2 separate regions of the Xenopus tropicalis genome follow, and region 1 is linked to region 2. A link is a contact called in public Hi-C data. All regions are on one chromosome and are shown on one strand. The core of a region is the stretch at or near the end of the contact, and the rest is flanking DNA. Distances in the headings are between cores, read along the strand shown.

Region 1 (3,026 bases), core at 491-2,990, 84 kb before region 2:
CATGTTTTCCCATGACAGTATTCCTTTAAGTTTAGCTGCTTGATTTTAACGCTTCAGTAGTGCAAATCCTTGAATTACAAGGGGCAAGCTACATGGTAGCAAAAGTACATTGAACTATAAGCAACTTTGGCGTATCCCCCACCAGCTCTCAATACTTCTTTTGCAAATGTACCTGTCCTAACAGTAAGTTAAATCCCTGATCGTTATTGACATCACATCCTATGTTATTGCTTTGCCTGGCAAGCAAGTGTATAAGTTCTGGCATGAAAAGGCTGTAACTGCCAAAAACTTATCTAATAGGTTTTTTTGCAGTTCTTTGACTGGCCTAGCCAGCAAATCACCAGCTATTTGTTTCTAAGAGCAGCAAACCTACTTATAAATCACCCCCTTCCCTGATTCTCTCTGCTGCTGATCACCCCTTACAACAGGGGTCTCAAACTCGCGGCCCGCGGGCCATTTGCGGCCCTCGGTTCAGTATTTTGTGGCCCGCACCAATGCCTTCTCAAAAGCAATGAATGGATCGCGATTTTTATTGCGATTCAAGGGATAATGCAAGGCACGGCGGGCGGGAGCTGCTGATTGCGGAAATGACGTTATGCCATCATAACAGTTATTATGGGAAGACGTTCTGTGTGCACAATTAGCTGCTAAGGAGCTAATTGTGCACACAGAACGTCTTCCCATAATAACTGTTATGATGGCATAACGTCATTTCCGCAATCAGCAGCTCCCTCCCGCCGTGCCTTGCATTATCCCTTGAAAGCCAGTTTTTTGTGAAATCCCTTATGCGGCCCAGCCTCATCCTGACTTTGCCTCCTGCGGTAAATTGAGTTTGAGCCCCCTGCCTTACAAGAAGGCCCACCTCTGCCCCACCCATTTCCCATCACCCCACCCCCATGTGACATCTCTGCTCCCCCTGTAGCCCTGTAGCCCAGTACTGTCGGTGAAAAAAATCAGCAACCATACCTGGCATTCACAATTAGCATGTTTTATCTTGGTACCTAATAACCTTTGGGAGATAGGATTCTGTAAACTGGAAGCTTTGTGGTGATTTTTCAAAAATATTAAAAATTGTTATTAAAACCAATAACTTTAGAAAATAATTGCAGTCTGGTAGTTTGGAGTAGAAAGATGTATTCACCCATTTTCAATTTTTCATAATCTGTTCTTTCCAGAAATGGATGGTTTTCAAGGATAAAATTACTGTTAGTGGTATTTTTGATCTTGAAATTGAAAGCATACAGATTTCTTGAGTGATGCTTTAGAAATCTGACAGCGCACTGCTGGGAGATTGGGCCCTATACACATCAGAATTTACCATAAAACTATACATATGTGGTATTTGGGTGTTGGGAGACATGGAACTTCCCAAATCTGTTGCATTAAAAAATTAAGTTTCTAATATAGGTATATATATGATTCGTTTTCTTTGTTAGACATTTAGAAGCCTTAATTGATACAGAACTAGAATTACACAACAGTTTCAGCATATTTTGAAAGCTTAGGTTAACCTGCAAAAAAAGATATATAGTTTTCATAGGTAAACCAAATTTCCCTCAGGAAGTGCCCCTAAAGTGACTGAGCACAAAACGTTCCAAAGCTGTCTGTCAATATAGGTACCAGAATCTCCAAACCGGCTGGCAGAGAAAGGGTTAAACCAACTCTCAGCCAGCCAACCGTTGCACCCTGCGTCATTCCTGGTCTCGGCCAATCAACTGCGGGCTCCAAAGGGAGCTGGGCCAATGACGCGCATGCTGCTGTTTGATTTGTGATTGGGAGAGTGTAAGTGGGGAGGAGCGTCGGAGGCGTTCGGGATACAGAGTAACCTGAAGCTGCCCTGGTTGTCTGGTCGCTGCAGCTCCGGGATTGCGCGCAAGTAACGATTCTCCTGGTCGGTGTGGAACGAGCACGGAGGCGCCATGATACCAGAAGATGGAAGTGAACCAGGATGTGTCAGTTAGAGAGCAGATTTTTCACGATTGGGTCCGGGAATGCATCGTAAGTGCTGAGCTAGTTTGGTTCTGGGGGAGGGGTGGGGAATGGGAGTATTAACACTTACACTGCCAGTATAGCCCTTAGCACTGGGTTGCGAGTGAATTAAACCCATTGGGGCAGTATCGGCTGGTAGAAGTTTGCTAGAGTGCAACTGGTGCCTAGGGGACAGCACTGACTGAAACTGCACGTCGGCTCTTTCCCTTCCCGGCGCCAGTAGTACAGCACAGCCAGTGTTTCCCCTGTACTACAGCTCCCAGTGTCCTCCCAGCTTCTGCCGAGCAGCCATGGCTTGTACTGTAATGAGCGGAATTAGCGTATGAGAGTGTTAAGGATTTGCCTAGTGTTCTACCCCCCCGTCTGTCATATCAATGGCCACCTGGCTCTTCCTGCGGTCCTTTCATTTGCTGATTTATATGATGGATTATATTTTCATAACCTGTAATTCATGGTCATTGTGCTGATTGTCTCAAAACAGCCAACCCCCCTCCATTGCAGAGCCTCATTTAGCTATGTATGGAAGCTAATACTGTGCCCCATAGCTATTACTGTCCCACCTACATATAGGAGCTAATACTAGCACCCGTAGCTATTACTGTCCCACCTACATATAGGAGCTAATACTAGCACCCGTAGCTATTACTGTCCCACCTACATATAGGAGCTAATACTAGCACCCCCCCAGTAAGCCCTATTACTGTCCCACCTACATATAGGAGCTAATACAGCACCCGTAGCTATTACTGTCCCACCTACATATAGGAGCAATACTAGCACCCGTAGCTATTACTGTCCCACCTACATATAGGAGCTAATACTAGCACCCGTAGCTATTACTGTCCCACCTACATATAGGAGCTAATACTAGCACCCGTAGCTATTACTGTCCCACCTACATATAGGAGCTAATACTAGCACCCGTAGCTATTACTGTCCCACCTACATATAGGAGCTAATACTAGCACCCGTAGCTATTACTGTCCCACCTACATATAGGAGCTAATACTAGCACCCGTAGCTATTACTGTCCCACC
Region 2 (2,965 bases), core at 330-2,829:
CCAGGTGTTTTTTTTTTTTTGTTTTTTTTTAAAAGTTCACACACAAGTTAGGGGGTAGTTGGGGGCAGGGCAGGGGATCCCTATATTCCTCCTTGTGCTGGGCACTTGTGAATACATCACTCCCTTGTGGGCATTTTCCTCTTTGTATAACTATTTTTTTCATATACACAACTATAATGTAATTTCCCTTTTGGAGCATTGATTACCGCTCTCTGCTCGTTTTTTGCAAGTGAGCTTTAACAGTCAGAGTTATTAAATCAGAGCTTCCTCTTTGATACAAAACACATTTAGTTTTTGCCTTTCCTGACAATTAAGTATTTGCTCATTTAGTGAGTGTCTACTCCCTTCTGCTAAAATCAGTGGCATGGAGATATTGCTGTACTTTCCCCCCAGAAACTCATTGTCCCTCAGTTTCCACTGTTATCAAATGATAGCACTGTAGGATACCATTGTATTGTCATAGGAAATCTTTACTTTTCTTTTATATACCATTATTGCAAAAGCAACAATAAAAATGGAAAGTGCATCTGTAAAGCAGTTTCTTCATCTTATTTTGCAATCATAGGGATATCCAACCCCTGCCACATACATAATTTCATCAGGTCATGTTGCATATACATAAGTATGTTTCACCTTGGCCTAATATTATGGATAAGCATGTCTACACTTAAAAATCCACTGGCTGCTTGTATTTTCTGAGTGTTTATAGAATTATAATATCAAGGAAAGTTCCTGCATTAGAGGAGATTAATTATCATACACAATTGGCTATGCTTGTGACAGATACTGATAACTGCTTTAACTCATAAGAAAGCTGACAAAAAAAAAATTCCAGCCTCAGTACAATATGTTAGCCCACCTCAGTTCTTCTAACACCTTAAAAACAAAAATGTTAAACTTCTGACCGTAGTCCCCTCTGGATCTTTCTACCTACCGCTTCAACATTACCATTTTAGCCTTTTCATAAGTGCCACAGAAGGCTCCAGCCACTGGCATTTATTCCCATGAAACAACACAAGCATGCTTGGAGCTAGCGAGGCAAGATACAACTAAACCTAATGGTAAACCAGAAATCTACAACTTCCAACCCAAGTATTTTGTAGAAATATTTTGAAACTTAGAAATTTTTGTAGAAATTCTCTAAATTTTCAGCTTTTTTGTTATCTGTGTGTATCTACATGCCGTAGTATCTGTACTTTGCTACCTTTCATGCTGAAGGAAATGTAATTTCTCACGGTATCTATTATTTTTTTTATATAAATACAATAAATATTATACAACACGGTACGACACGACACCTTAGGATTGGTTCCTTCAACCAGTTAGGTAACATTCTGCCCATGTGTTTTTTTTCCTCTAAAGTGCTCTTCCTTTTCCTTCGAATTCTTGGAATTACATGATAAATGCTCCAAGTTCCTTCTGCCACCCTACCCCCAACCTCTTCATTTAGTAACTGCCCTAAACATTCCTTGGTCAGTCTAAAAGGGTATAATGTTAATCCATCCTAAATTCGGACAACCCCTCCCCACCTCCCTCAGGCACACACACCCGGGGATACCACTCAAGACAAAGACAGGAGACTATGAGGTCAGGCCACCCTCCCCCTCCGGTAGGAAGTCAGTTACTGGGTGGCTTGTAGAAAGACATTTGTTTACCAACAGAGAGACTGGTGTGTTTGTGTCTATATTGGTGTCTGGGTAAAAAAGAACTACTTATGGCTATAAAGTGTGCTACGTGCACTCTGCTACCAACTTTAGTGTCACGTACTACTTTGAAATCGGACACCTCTTAAACCATCTAATTAGATTATTACTATTTGGCCATTTCTTAACACTAATTCTAATTATTCTAATTATTTTTTTTTCATTATTTCTTTTTCACCTTGTACTTTATCCTAAGATATAATTAATCCTTATTGAAGGTAAAACAATCCTATTAAATGATTTTTTTAAGTACACTTAAGGTATGGAAATCCAAATTAAAAAAGACCCCTTATATAGAAAAGCCCAGGTCCAGAGCATTCTGAATAACAGGTCACATACCTATATACACACACACACACACACACACTTAAAAATAAAGCACTAATACTGGAACGGTTTCTGTTAATTATGATTTGTTCGTGAATTTCCTTCTCATATCATTTGGCTAGTGTTAAGGTGGCCAGTCCTTCAGACTGATTTGGCAGCCTCTGTGTATGGGGTTCTTCCATGGGCCTACTCAAACGACATCTGGCCAAAAAAACAGCCATGCCCTCAGATCGAGGACTGCATTGGCTCATTGATGCGGTCCTCATTCTGATGGCCCACAGTGCCATAGTTGTAATTCTAGCATTTGGCCCTAGGGCAAAATGATCACATTAGCCCGATATCGCCCACCTTACAGTGTATGGCCAGCTTTATAACGGATGTGCAACCATCAACCCCAACCAGCTATTCAGCTACTGAGAGAATACAACTCCCAGAGTATCCTGACAGCTGCACTAGCTACACTACTATAGTAAAGGTGAAATGTTTTAGGCCCCACTTGCTACTTGATCTCGTAGATTGCACAGGACAAAGTCTGTATAATACAGACACCTTAATTGGGGCAGTGGGGGTTCCCATATGCTTTATTTTTGTGTCTTGTTGGCTGGTTTGGCTGTGTGATATGCTTACAACAAAGTCCGAAAACACATTCTGACCGCTGGTAACAAGTGACCTTTCTTGAGGTTATGCGAGTTTGCCAGCACTTGTCCTTAGGCTTGTTAGTTCTGTGTTTATGAAGCTTTTTAATCACAGTAACTATATTGGCTTTAGGCAATATAGCAAATTTCTGCGGGTATCTGTGTTTATGTGATTAAAGTGTCAATACTGGTGCTGAAAAAAAAAAACCCATAACTTTTTCCCCTCAAAATAGAAAATAGGTTATAGAACTCTTCCAACCAATTTAAATGAGGGGATCTGTCATTTTCAGTAGATGCCTT

Evidence for each region. A called contact is a pair of places that touch in the nucleus more often than the background predicts.
Region 1: a Hi-C map of tailbud embryo shows a contact between it and region 2, with 4 times the contacts expected there. The contact joins the promoter of lmbr1l here to the enhancer-like site in region 2. A contact is called at or near these places in 2 of 5 Hi-C or Micro-C datasets (gastrula embryo and tailbud embryo).

Annotation. Positions count from the first base shown.
Region 1 is chr2:136,552,152-136,555,177 of UCB_Xtro_10.0, reverse strand. It overlaps lmbr1l (protein LMBR1L), which reads left to right and starts at 1,740. Exons shown (of 17, transcript XM_002935107.4): 1 at 1,740-1,998. The coding sequence starts at 1,933.
Region 2 is chr2:136,468,430-136,471,394 of UCB_Xtro_10.0, reverse strand. No RefSeq gene overlaps it. Among named protein-coding and RNA genes, the nearest start is that of rhebl1, 19 kb to the right of the region's middle. Within about 2 kb of position 1,579, at least 5 of the 11 cell types and tissues checked have an H3K27ac peak or open chromatin away from gene starts, as enhancers often do. A contact at or near this core is called in gastrula embryo, where this site is marked.